Regions from separate parts of the Pan troglodytes genome. Here region 2 is linked to region 1. Evidence: chromatin contacts called from public HiChIP or PLAC-seq data. All regions are on one chromosome and are shown on one strand. Each heading gives the region's core, a stretch centred on a gene start, on an enhancer-like site or on the middle of the called end of the contact. The rest is flanking DNA. Distances are from core to core; before and after follow the strand shown. Region 1 holds the start of BBS2 (Bardet-Biedl syndrome 2). Region 2 holds the start of MT1X (metallothionein 1X).

Region 1 (5,490 bases), core at 673-3,172:
CAATAACATCATGATGTGCCAGACCCCGTATTAATAGCTTAACTCTGTTATACTACTTAATGAAAATGAAGCCTTATTTTTTACTTCTGTATCCCAAGGCATATAACATACAATATACGTGGAAGTGTCCTAAAAACTATAAATTGTTACACAAATCCTAGCTTATTAAATCCACACTGGATCAGAGAACATGCACTCTGACCACATTCCACACTTTCTAGTTGAGTGGCTCCAAGCACTGTATTGAACCTCTCTGAACTGCAATTTCTAGTCAATAAAGTGAGAATCATAAAAAGAAAATAACAGGTAACAATCAGTGACCACGTCCTATATGTCAAGCATTTTACATGTATTAACTTTTTTAAAGCTCATGACCCCATGTATTAGGTACTATTATTAAGTGCCTTGACCAAGGTCATGAAATTAGTAGGTACTGGAGCCAAGAAACACCATCCCTATGCCATGCTGCTGCCGTTGGCCTTGTGACAACGACGCTGAGATGACTCATGTAATAAAGTTTTGTGCCTGTTATAAGTTATTAGCGTTGTCACTACATTCCATGTATTTTGGGCATGCCTCCGTCAAATACACAGGGCTCTGATTTGCCTTGTCTGCTAGCTTCTGGACTATAAGCTTTCTGAAAGTAGGGACTCCTTTTACATCCGAGTCTCCAAAATCTATACAGAAGGTGTTTAGTAGAAGTCTGGTGAATGTTAAATGATTTCTCTTTTATCTCTTTGACTCTCACACCTTGCCCAGTAATCGCACATAGCAAACACCTAACACTTAGTGAATAAATTACGGGGAAAGAACTGAATGTACATGGGCAAGGATCAAAAGTGCAATTGGAATAAGTTAATTTTTGTATTGCATTCTTTTGTCGTTGTTCGGTAAAGGGCTGTGAAGGGCTGGGTGCAGTGGCTCACGCCTGTAATCCTAGCACTTTGGGAGGCCGAGGCAGGTAAATCACTTGAGGTCAGGAGTTCGAGACCAGCCTGGCCAACATGGTGAAATCCTGTCTCTACTAAAAATACAAAAATTAGCCAGGCGTGGTGGCGGGCGCCTGTAATCTCAGATACTCGGGAGGCTGAGGCAGGAGAATTGCATGGACCCGGGAGGCGGAGGCTGCAGCGACCCGAGATTGCGCCACTGCACTCCAGCCTGGGCGACAGGGCAAGACTCCGTCTCAAAAAAAAAAAAGGAAGAAGAAGCAGTGTTAGAGAGTCAGAGGAATTCCGAGTTCCAAGTGACAAGCAGAGGCCCCTGGCTTGAATCTGGGGTCGGTTATTACTGCTAACCCGAACCAAACCCCTTCCCTCAGGAGACGTCTCTTTTCTAAGCTCCCTATGTCCAGGGACCCCGACCTCGCCTGACTCCAAGTGCCTGATGACAAGAAAACGTCAACTTCTCAGAAAAGCTCTTCCTCTAAGACCCCACTGTCCTCTGCAGGATGGAGCCACAAGGTGCTCGCCGACCGGTTGCCGGGCAACACGGGCTGGGGGCGGGGTCGGAGAGGGGGCGGGATCCCAGGGGCGCGGCCAGCGGAGGTCCTGTGGTTCCCTGGGGCCCGGGCTCCCTGCGGGTGGGAGCGGTTACCTTGCCCGTTTGGGTGGCGGCCGCCAGGCACGGGTGAGTCCCGTCGTAGCGCCCTATGGCCACCATTCGGGGGCTGATTTTGTGGCGCAGTTTCAGGGTGAACACAGGCAGCAGCATGATGGCGGCGGCTTAGGGGAGGAGGGCTGGAAACTGGAGGCCAGCGCAGCGGAGCTGGCCTCACGCGCCCGGGCAAGAAGTGCAGGGACACTACCTGCGCGGCCCCAGCCGCCTCAGGCCGGACGCGAAACAGCCCGGGACGAACCCGTCCAGGTACCGCCTGCTCCTCCTGCGGCGGCGCAGACCCGTCCGCTCCTTTTGCGGCTGCGCGGTGGAGCCTCGGCGCCTTCTGTGGCTGCGCGGTGGAGCCTCGGCGCCTTTTGCGGCTGCGCAGTGGAACCCCTGCTGGGCCGCGGGTGCAGTTGTTTCCCATTGCAGTAATTTACTCCTGCCGGTTGAACTCCACTGACGAGCCTACATGCCCAGCCCAGAGGCTTTCCCTTCTAGCACCACATCCAAGCTGCACCCTGCAAACTTGACACAATGCTACCCCACTCCAGAAGGTCATTAATTCAAGAAATATTCCTTGAGTGTCGGCTCTGTCCCTTGCTTTAGCCGTTGTGTGGAGGAAAACCATACCAATCCTTAGACTCACGTTCGGTCTAGGGCTCCTGGTAAGGCTCCCTATATATTTTTAAGTGCAAACCAGCAAAATTGAAAAGTGACCAACAAAATTTCCTTGAGGGCCTATTGTGTGTCAGACACTGTTCTAGATAATAAATAGTAGTAAACAAAAGACAAACCTCTGCTTTCCTGGAACTGACATACTAGTCAGGGGAGACAAGCACTAAACAAGAAATGCATGTCATTTGGTAGTGAGCACTAGAGAAAATTAAGGGAAGGAAGAGGGGAGAGAGGATTGGAGGGAATGCAGTGTTAAGTAGGGTGGTAGGAAAGAGACCTCTCTGAGAAAGTGACCTTCAGCCTAGGACTATTAGGAAGTGAGGAAGCCAGCCTCGAGGGAGGGTGTTCCTGCAGAGGAACTTCAGGTGAGGCCCCCGGGGCTCACTCTGCTGCCTTCTGGAAATGGACAATCTGGGGTGGATGATGAGATGAGCAAGGACCACTAGTGGAGACTTGGAGTAGCCAGCAAGGAAGTACAATCAGGAGAGTATAGTGTCCAGGAAGCTCGAAGAGAGGGTGGCCAGAAGGAGGAAAACAACTGTGTCAGATGCTGCGGGCCAGTTTTGAAAGATGAGTTCTGGGCCAGGGGCGGTGGTTCACGCCTGTAATCCCAGCACTTTGGGAGGCCGAGGCGAGCGGATCACTTGAGGTCAAGAGTTCGAGACCAGCCCGGCCAACATGATGCAACCCTGTCTCTACTAAAAATACAAAAATTTACTGGGTGTGGTGGTGGGCACCTGTAGTCCCAGCTACTCGGGAGGCTGAGGCAGGAGAATCGCTTGAACCAGGAGGCGGAGGTTGCAGTGAGCTGAGATCGTGCCACTGCACTCCAGCCTGGGTGACAGAGCGAGACTCCGTCTCAAAGAAAAAAAAGAAAGATGAGTTCTGGAATATTCTTGATACTTGCATTTTGTAATTACAGTTATACAAATGAGCATTTTTTTCAACCCTGTTGGTGTGTCTGTGACTATTTGTAACCTCTTTTGGAGATAATATCAAAATACTAAATAATGTTAAAAGACTAAGTTTGAAAGTCGTTACTTTTTAAAAATTGATTTTTATTTTATTTTATTTAGAGACGAGGTCTCATGCTGTCACCCAAGCTGGAGTGCAGTGGTGCCATCACAGCTCACTGTAATCTCGAACTCTTGCCTCAAGTGATCCTCCAGCCTCGGCCTCCCAAAGTGCTAGGATTATAGGTGTAAGCCACTACTCCCAGCCTAAATTTAAAGATCTTGATGGAATGTAAGACCTGAGTCAGTGGCCCTCCAGGCCCCCTCTGATGGACCATGCTTCTAAGACCCAGCCTCTTTCTATCCTGTCTCCACCCCCACCCTTCTGTCACCTGTCTACACCCAAGTCCTATAGCAGCTCCCTGACCAGCGGTGCCATGGAAATTACCCTGGGTCATTGGAACTTACTTCGTTTTGTGATGTCCCTTCTCTTTAGTCCCCAGATTCTACCTACACAAAGTCATCATCTCACTGAATTCACTCAGCTGTGTTACTAGCTGATCACAGCTTGATCAGCTACCTCTCCCAGGAATAGCTTGAAAGGAATGACTCTAATAGACATCATTTCAGATCCTTTATTTTTTCCTGGAAAACATTTATTGAGGGTATCCATGTTCTAGACGGTGTTGAAGGACCTAGGGATACAGCAGTGAACAAGAAAGATATAATTCATACACTTATGGAGTTTACATCCTCTAGGGGATAGGAAGCAATAGACACTAAACATGAAAACAAGTAAGGTCATTTCATTTGGCGAGAAGGCTGATGTTCTAGGGCTCAAGAAGTTCTCTTAGAGGAAGTAACATTTGAACCAAGAGCTTTGTGACAAGAAAGTGGCAGCCATTCAAAGATGTGAGGGATGGACAGTCTAGACAGAGGGAACAGCAAGGACACAGGACAAGTTTGGACATGTTTGAAGACCAGAAAGAAAATAATGTGGCTGGAGCCTAACGTGTGAGAAGGGGCCAGGTCACCTAGTGCTTTTGAGCCACGCCAAGGAGCTTGGGTTTTACTCCAGCAGGCAGTCAAGTCCATGGACTGGCATGGACTGGATTTCTATGTAAGGCTGGTCTTGGCCTTCATCCACCCGGCCACACCTTACTTACTGTATGGACTGCCTTGGTGGCCTCTAACTTTGCGGTTTCTCTTCCTAATAGGACATTACAGTCATCAGCATCAACATCATTAACATTTACTGAGCATTTTTTAGGTGCCATTCTAAGAACTTCATATGCATCATCTCACTTAATCATACAATAATTCTACAATCCTACAATTCTACATAGGATTATTGTATGATTATAATATATAATATATAATAATGTATGATTATACAATAATCCTACAATCCTACGCAGGATTGTAAAATGGGATAACCATACAATAATCCTACAATCCTATGATTGTAGGATTATTGTATGGTTATCCCATTTTACACCTGACAAAACTTTACCATTGTTATCTCCTCTATAACTCTTCATTGGCTCCCTATTTTCAATCAAAAAAAGTCCAAGCATTTCAGCAGATTATACAAAGATTTCCAAATTCTGACCACTGTTGACCTCTGCAGCCTCATCTTTTGCTGCTTCTTTCTTCAGACTTGATCCTTCTCAGATGCCATGTCTAGCCTCTCTGCTCAGATTGTGCCCTCTGCCCAGAATGTCCTTCCCCTCCCTTCATAACCTCCCCCCATCTTTGAAGACTCAGGTTGGACATCACCACTCCAGCAAATCATGTTTGACAGCCTCCCTCATTGCTATTTCCACCCTTAGGAGGCAGCCACACTTCCCCTGCGCTTGCGTCAGATCCTGTATCATAATGAGGGTACTTGAGTTTAGGGTATCCCTAGAAAGATAGGGAATCCCCCATCCTCCCTGACAAGCACCGATCAGGGCAAGGGACTTACAGGCTTTCCTCCGAGGAGAAAGGCCCAGGGCTAACCATCTTCTGCCAAAAGTCCAAGAGTCTTCTCTGCCTCCCATGACTCACCAGGAATCATTGGTTCTTCAGAGGAGACACGTGTCATCCTCACATCGGTGACAGCTGGGACTCCCGAGGATCTAGGCCTTGAAGGTGGGAGAGGAGTTGAGAGCCGGCAGGCTCTAGGGAGACAGCACTACATAGCGGGTAAGCCCTTGACCCTCAACCACATCAGACCTGGATTCAGATGCCTTCTCCATCAGCCACTAGCTGAGACTTA
Region 2 (5,578 bases), core at 1,258-3,757, 160 kb after region 1:
CTGCCAGCTCAGTGCTCTTACCACTGTGCCTCTGTGCCAGAGTTAGTGTCCTCATGTGTCACACGACAGGGTGACACAGGCTTGTGGTTGAGGGCATTATTCTATGGTCAGCCTGTGTGAGTGCCAATCCCGGATGTGTCATCATGTATACCTGGGTGACACAACCTCTCTGTGGCTCAGTTCCTGCACTGTAAAAGGGGCAGAATATAATAATACATCATGTGCTGTATAAGGACGTTTTAGTTATAGATGCACTGCATATAGCATAGTGGTCCTATAAGGTTATAAGGTAACTGTACTCTACCTTTCTATGTTTAGCTATGTTTAGATACACAAATACCACTGTGTTATCATTGCCTTCAGTATTCAGTACAGTAGCATGCTGTACAGGTTTGAAGCCTAGGAGCAATAGGCCATATCACATAGCCTAGGTCTGTGGTAGGCCATAATCTCTAGGTTTGTTATTGCACTCTCTACACTGTTTGCACAACATGAAATCAGCCAACAATGCATTTCTCAGAATGTATTCCCATCCCTAAGCAGCATATGACTGTAATGGGGTCTGACTTGTAGAAATAAATGATTTAATAGGTATAAAGAAATTAGAATGGTGCCTTGCACATGGCAAATGATCTATAATATTAACTATTATTTTGTTATTTTTATTCATGGCTGCTATGGTGCTCGTGTGCCTCCAATATTCATATGTGCAAATCTAATTTTCAGTGTGTTGGTATTGAGGTGGTGCATTTGGGAGGTGACTGAAATAAGAGGACCTAGTGCTCATGAATGGGATTAGTGCCTTAATTAGAGAGGCCTGAGGGAGCTTGTTTAACTCTTTCCACCATGTGAGGACCCAGCAAGAAAGAGACATCCATGAGGAACGGGGCCCTCACAAGACTCCAAATATGCTGGTGCCTTGACCTTGGACTTCCATGCTTCCAGAACTGAGAGAAATATATTTTGCTGTTTTAAGTTACCCAGTCTAAGGCATCTGGTGATAGCAGCCCAAATGGACTCAGACGATAGCATAGTTGACATTTTTACTCCAGACAAAAGAGCCAGGCCTGGAGTCCCTCCCTGTGTGTCCTCTGTCTTTCTCATCAGCCACATGAGCATTGACCTGTGGTCCTGACAGTGTCCTGCACTCTGCCCACAAAATAGGGATTCACTCCAGAAATATAAAGCCATGAGCAAGATAGTCCCTGTCCCCATCACAGAAACGGAAGGATGCCTGCCAGTTCTGCTACCACCTGCACCAATATGTGACTTAACGTTTTTCTTTCAAATGATTCCTATTTCCTTAGATATTTTTATATGAAAAGCAAACTCATTAGCACCACTGAAAAAAGAATCAGTTTAACTTCCAGACATAGAAGGTTGCCATCAAATTATGCTTATTCATATCCCCTCTGCATCTCTGTTTTGCTTCCAGGACTGACCTTGATGCTTGGTTTTGTTTAAAGATTTCAAGCAGTAAAGAGATGAATATACCTAGGCCAAAGGGAAGCTTCATCATTGCTTTGGGACTCTGACCGGATTCAGACCCAGCAGTGTCACTTCGCAGCCCTCTGACCCTGGGCTGGTGGCTTGAACTCCTTTTATTGTTGTTGTTCAGATTAGAATATGGGTTCATAAATAGAAGTATGTCCCTTTAGGGTTGCTGTGAGGGTTCAAAGATGCAAAGTGACTAAAAAGGGCCTAACACGGATTAATGTTATGTCGAGTAATAGGAATATGGAAGGAAAAATAACCCTGTTTCTTGCATTTTAATTTAATCCGGAATCCGCATATCACCTAAAATGATCCCTTTTCTGGGAGCATTCCACATTTTCCAAACTGTCATCCTGTGGTGGGGTGCCCGGCTAGGCTGTGGGGAGACCTGGAGAGTTTTATGCAAAGGAGGACCTGGGCAAATGTGCCCATTCAGCCTCTCAAGAGTGGAGAATGCAAGGACGGGGCCAGAGCCCTGTGTCTGTTCTGTCCCTAGACATAAGAGAAACGTGGCCAACAGACCGAGGTGGGGACGGGGACAGGGACCGGCAATGCAGGAAATCCGAGTGTCACATCCTCTGCCTCTCATTTGCACACTGCTCCCTCGCTATGCTCACCGCTCCCGCCGATCCAGGGACGTGATCCAGGGACTCTGGGAAATGCAAAGCTACACACAGTGGAGCGGGGGCTGGGGGTGTGTAGACCACCGGGATTCCGAGTTTCCCGGCACGCCTAGGAGAGGGAGAGGCAGGCAATGTCAGGGAAATTGGGAAGGGCAGGCAACACGCCAGGGACGCCACGTACTGCCAGGTTCACAACGAGGTGGAGCCAAAGGGGCAGGCCCCGCGGTGCGCCCGGCGCTGGGCTCACGGGTTGCTGCACCCGGCCCAGGATCGCGGGCGGTGCAGACTCAGCAGGGGCGGGTGCAAGGACGAGGAGGGGCCTCTGCGCCCGGCCCTCTTCCCGGACTATAAAGAGAGCCGCCGGCTTCTGGGCTCCATCACGTTTTTCATCTGTCCCGCTGCGTGTTTTCCTCTTGATCGGGAACTCCTGCTTCTCCTTGCCTCGAAATGGACCCCAACTGCTCCTGCTCGCCTGGTAAGGGACACCTAGCTCCGCGCCTTGGGATGCCCGTTTCCCAGCCACAGTACAGACTCTTCCTGGGTTTGAAGAAGTCGCATTTAAAGTTCTGAGCTGAAGGGGCTCCTTTATTTCGTTAGGTGCTTTCTTCCCGATCACGTCCCTGAGACCACTTCTCGCCTCCCTGTGCCTCTAAGTTAGAGTTGAGGATACTGAGGCCCAAGGCTGTCCTGCTCCATGTCACCCAGTTGGTCAGGGGGCTGCTGGCTGAGCCCCAATGCTCTGACCAGGCTCTGAGCAGTCAGGGTGGATGGGAAGTGGGGGGCCATTGCCTCTTCGGAGTTCAGGACAGAAGGTTCTGGCCTCCTGTCTTAGCCTTCCTGGGCTGTGTCTGGAGCCTGGGACCTTGCTTGTGCGGTAAAAGCAACAGGACACTTGCCCTTCCCAAAATGAAGGGAGAGGAGATGGGGTTTCTCTTCCTCTCCCCTGAGTGGGAAAGGAGCTCTGAGGGCTGGTCCTGCAGCACAGAGGAGGGGTCACTGAAGCGTTATTGACCAGCTGCTGTACCTTCTGCATCTCACTCCACGCTCACTGCCTTTTTCTCTTCCTTGCAGTTGGCTCCTGTGCCTGTGCCGGCTCCTGCAAATGCAAAGAGTGCAAATGCACCTCCTGCAAGAAGAGTGAGTGCAGGGCCTTCCCTGCGAATCTGGGGGATGGGCCAAGTTAGAGCAGGGAACCCAGAGCTCTGCAGGCAGGGGCAGGCCAATGACCAGCTTCCCCAAACCCCTCCTTCAACACCTGATTCAGAATCAGACCTCAAATTGCCTTAAAAATGGGTGAGTCCCAGCCTCTTATTACCAAACTAGAAACTGAGGCCCAGAGAGGTTACCAGATAGTGTTGGGAACAAAGCTGGAATGTGAACCTAGGTCTCCTGCCTCCTGATGCAGCCTTCTTCACCCTTCTGGGTCCTGAAGCACTTAAGGCCCAGGATCTGGAAGACCCCGGGTGATTTCAAACCTAATGATCCAGTCCTTTTCTGCAGGGGCAGCCCAGAGCTTCCCTAGCCTGCCCCAGAACTGCTGTGTCAGGGATTTGCCCCCTGTCTGGCTGTGAAGACTTTCCTCATTTAAGGGTAGGTTTTGGGGAACTGGCCTCCTTTTGTTCCTGTACCCCCAATCTCTACCTGTCCAGTCTTCTGTCCTGTCCCAGACTCAGGTGGGGCTGGGCAGCTTTTTCATATAAAACCCTCATCCCAAAGATCTACCAGTTCTCTTCTGACAAAGCCATGCCATCCTGAAATGATGGTCCTCTGGGGCTGGAGGCAGGGCTCGAGCCAGGCCTCTGTTGGGGCAGGGAGGTGCCTGATTGAGTCTGTTCTGACCTCTCACTCTCCCCTTCTTCTCCAGGCTGCTGCTCCTGCTGCCCTGTGGGCTGTGCCAAGTGTGCCCAGGGCTGCATCTGCAAAGGGACGTCAGACAAGTGCAGCTGCTGTGCCTGATGCCAGGACAGCTGTGCTCTCAGATGTAAATAGAGCAACCTATATAAACCTGGATTTTTTTTTTTTTTTTTGTACAACCCTGACCCGTTTGCTTCATCTTTTTTTCTATGAAATATGTGAATGGCAATAAATTCATCTAGACTATTCTGGCTCTGGGCACCTCATTTGTCACTGGGTATATGGCACTTGGTTCCAGTTGGATTGTAGGAAACCCAGATTGTGGGGCATTTCAGAGAGGGGACCATGGCAGTGGGGGTCTGGGTGCAAGGTTCCTGCAATCCTGCCTGGCCTTGGCTCTCCTTTGTGAACTATGGCAAACTAGGGGGTTTATTCTACCACCCTCTAGCAACGGTTAACTGGTAGTAGCTGCCCTTTTTGTGTAGCTGTGACACAGCCTATACTCACCAGCCACCTATGGTGCACCTACTGCATACACAGGCATGGGGTCCTCAGTGGTGAGGGGAACAGGGAGCTTATGGACTGCTGAGGGGAGAGAGAATTATAGAATAAGGAATCTTATAAAGGAGAAAGTGCTGTGACTGAATGCACTTGGGGTGAGCCCAAATGAAGAACTCTTTCCACTGGGATCTGAGAGCTGCATTCCTGCAGAGGGCACAGCTCCAGCAAAGGTCTGGAAGTGGGGAAGAGTCTGGCACTGGGGGAACAGAAGACCAATGTGTGATTGTGTGAGGGGAGAAGCCCATGTTCCGTTTGGAGAGGGGAGGGCAGAGGCCACGTGCCTCATTCATCTGAAGGATGGCCTCACTGGCTGCACAGCTGAATCACTTGGAGAGGCTGGAAAAGTGCTCCAGCCGGTATTCCACTTCCCCCACCCCTGCAGCCCCCTTTCCAATTTGTTTAGGGCTAAGTGGGCCCAGGGAACCTACCTTTTAATTTTTAATAAGTACCTAGGTTTGCAACCCACTGAAGCAGTCACACGGAATTATTTGGTGAAATAAAATGGCCTCTGCCAGTTCCTCTCTGGTCTCAGGACCAGGAGATATTTTCCATCCCAGTTGGTATTTGGGCAACTCTCCAACATGTGGCTGCCTGTCCTGGTGGCCGAGGGAACCTGGAGGTGCCCAGCTTCCAGCTGGCTGTGGAGGGAGAGGCTGGCAATCCTCAACATGTAGTGTGGCAAATGTCTTCATGGAGACCAAACCAAGCTCAGAGGGTAGGTTTAAGCTTCCTCGGGGGCTCATGCTAGGGAAACACCACTTCACTGAGGTTGGGTTGGTGTCTGAGGTGCCATTCTCTGGGGAGAGAATCTGACAGAGACCTCATAAGGCATGGGCAGGAGCGTGATGTGGGCACTGCCCTGTTTGTCTGAGATTTGATCCAGAAGCCCTGGTGCCAAAGTCACAAATGCACCCAGCCATTGCTGGTGCATTTCATTCACCCAGCCATTGCTGGTTTCATAACTCTGTTTTGGGAAACTGCAGCTGCCAAAACTCTGAAGGGATAGGTACAAAATGTTTTTGCCAGGTCTGACAAACATGATCGTT

The links. HiChIP or PLAC-seq counts read pairs in DNA pulled down with a chosen protein or histone mark.
Region 2: an H3K4me3 HiChIP or PLAC-seq map of stem cell-derived excitatory neurons shows a contact between it and region 1, with 4 times the contacts expected there. The contact joins the promoter of MT1X here to the promoter of BBS2 in region 1. A contact is called at or near these places in 1 of 7 Hi-C or Micro-C datasets (blood), 1 of 1 datasets of contacts at active chromatin or transcription factors (stem cell-derived excitatory neurons) and 1 of 1 other capture datasets (stem cell-derived neural stem cells).

What each region holds. Positions count from the first base shown.
Region 1 is chr18:54,524,810-54,530,299 of NHGRI_mPanTro3-v2.0_pri, forward strand. BBS2 (Bardet-Biedl syndrome 2) reads right to left here and starts at 1,923. Exons shown (of 18, transcript XR_008540039.2): 1 at 1,597-1,923.
Region 2 is chr18:54,680,184-54,685,761 of NHGRI_mPanTro3-v2.0_pri, forward strand. It overlaps MT1X (metallothionein 1X), which reads left to right and starts at 2,508. Exons shown (of 3, transcript NM_001301279.1): 1 at 2,508-2,592; 2 at 3,189-3,254; 3 at 3,982-4,213. The coding sequence starts at 2,565. The coding sequence ends at 4,073.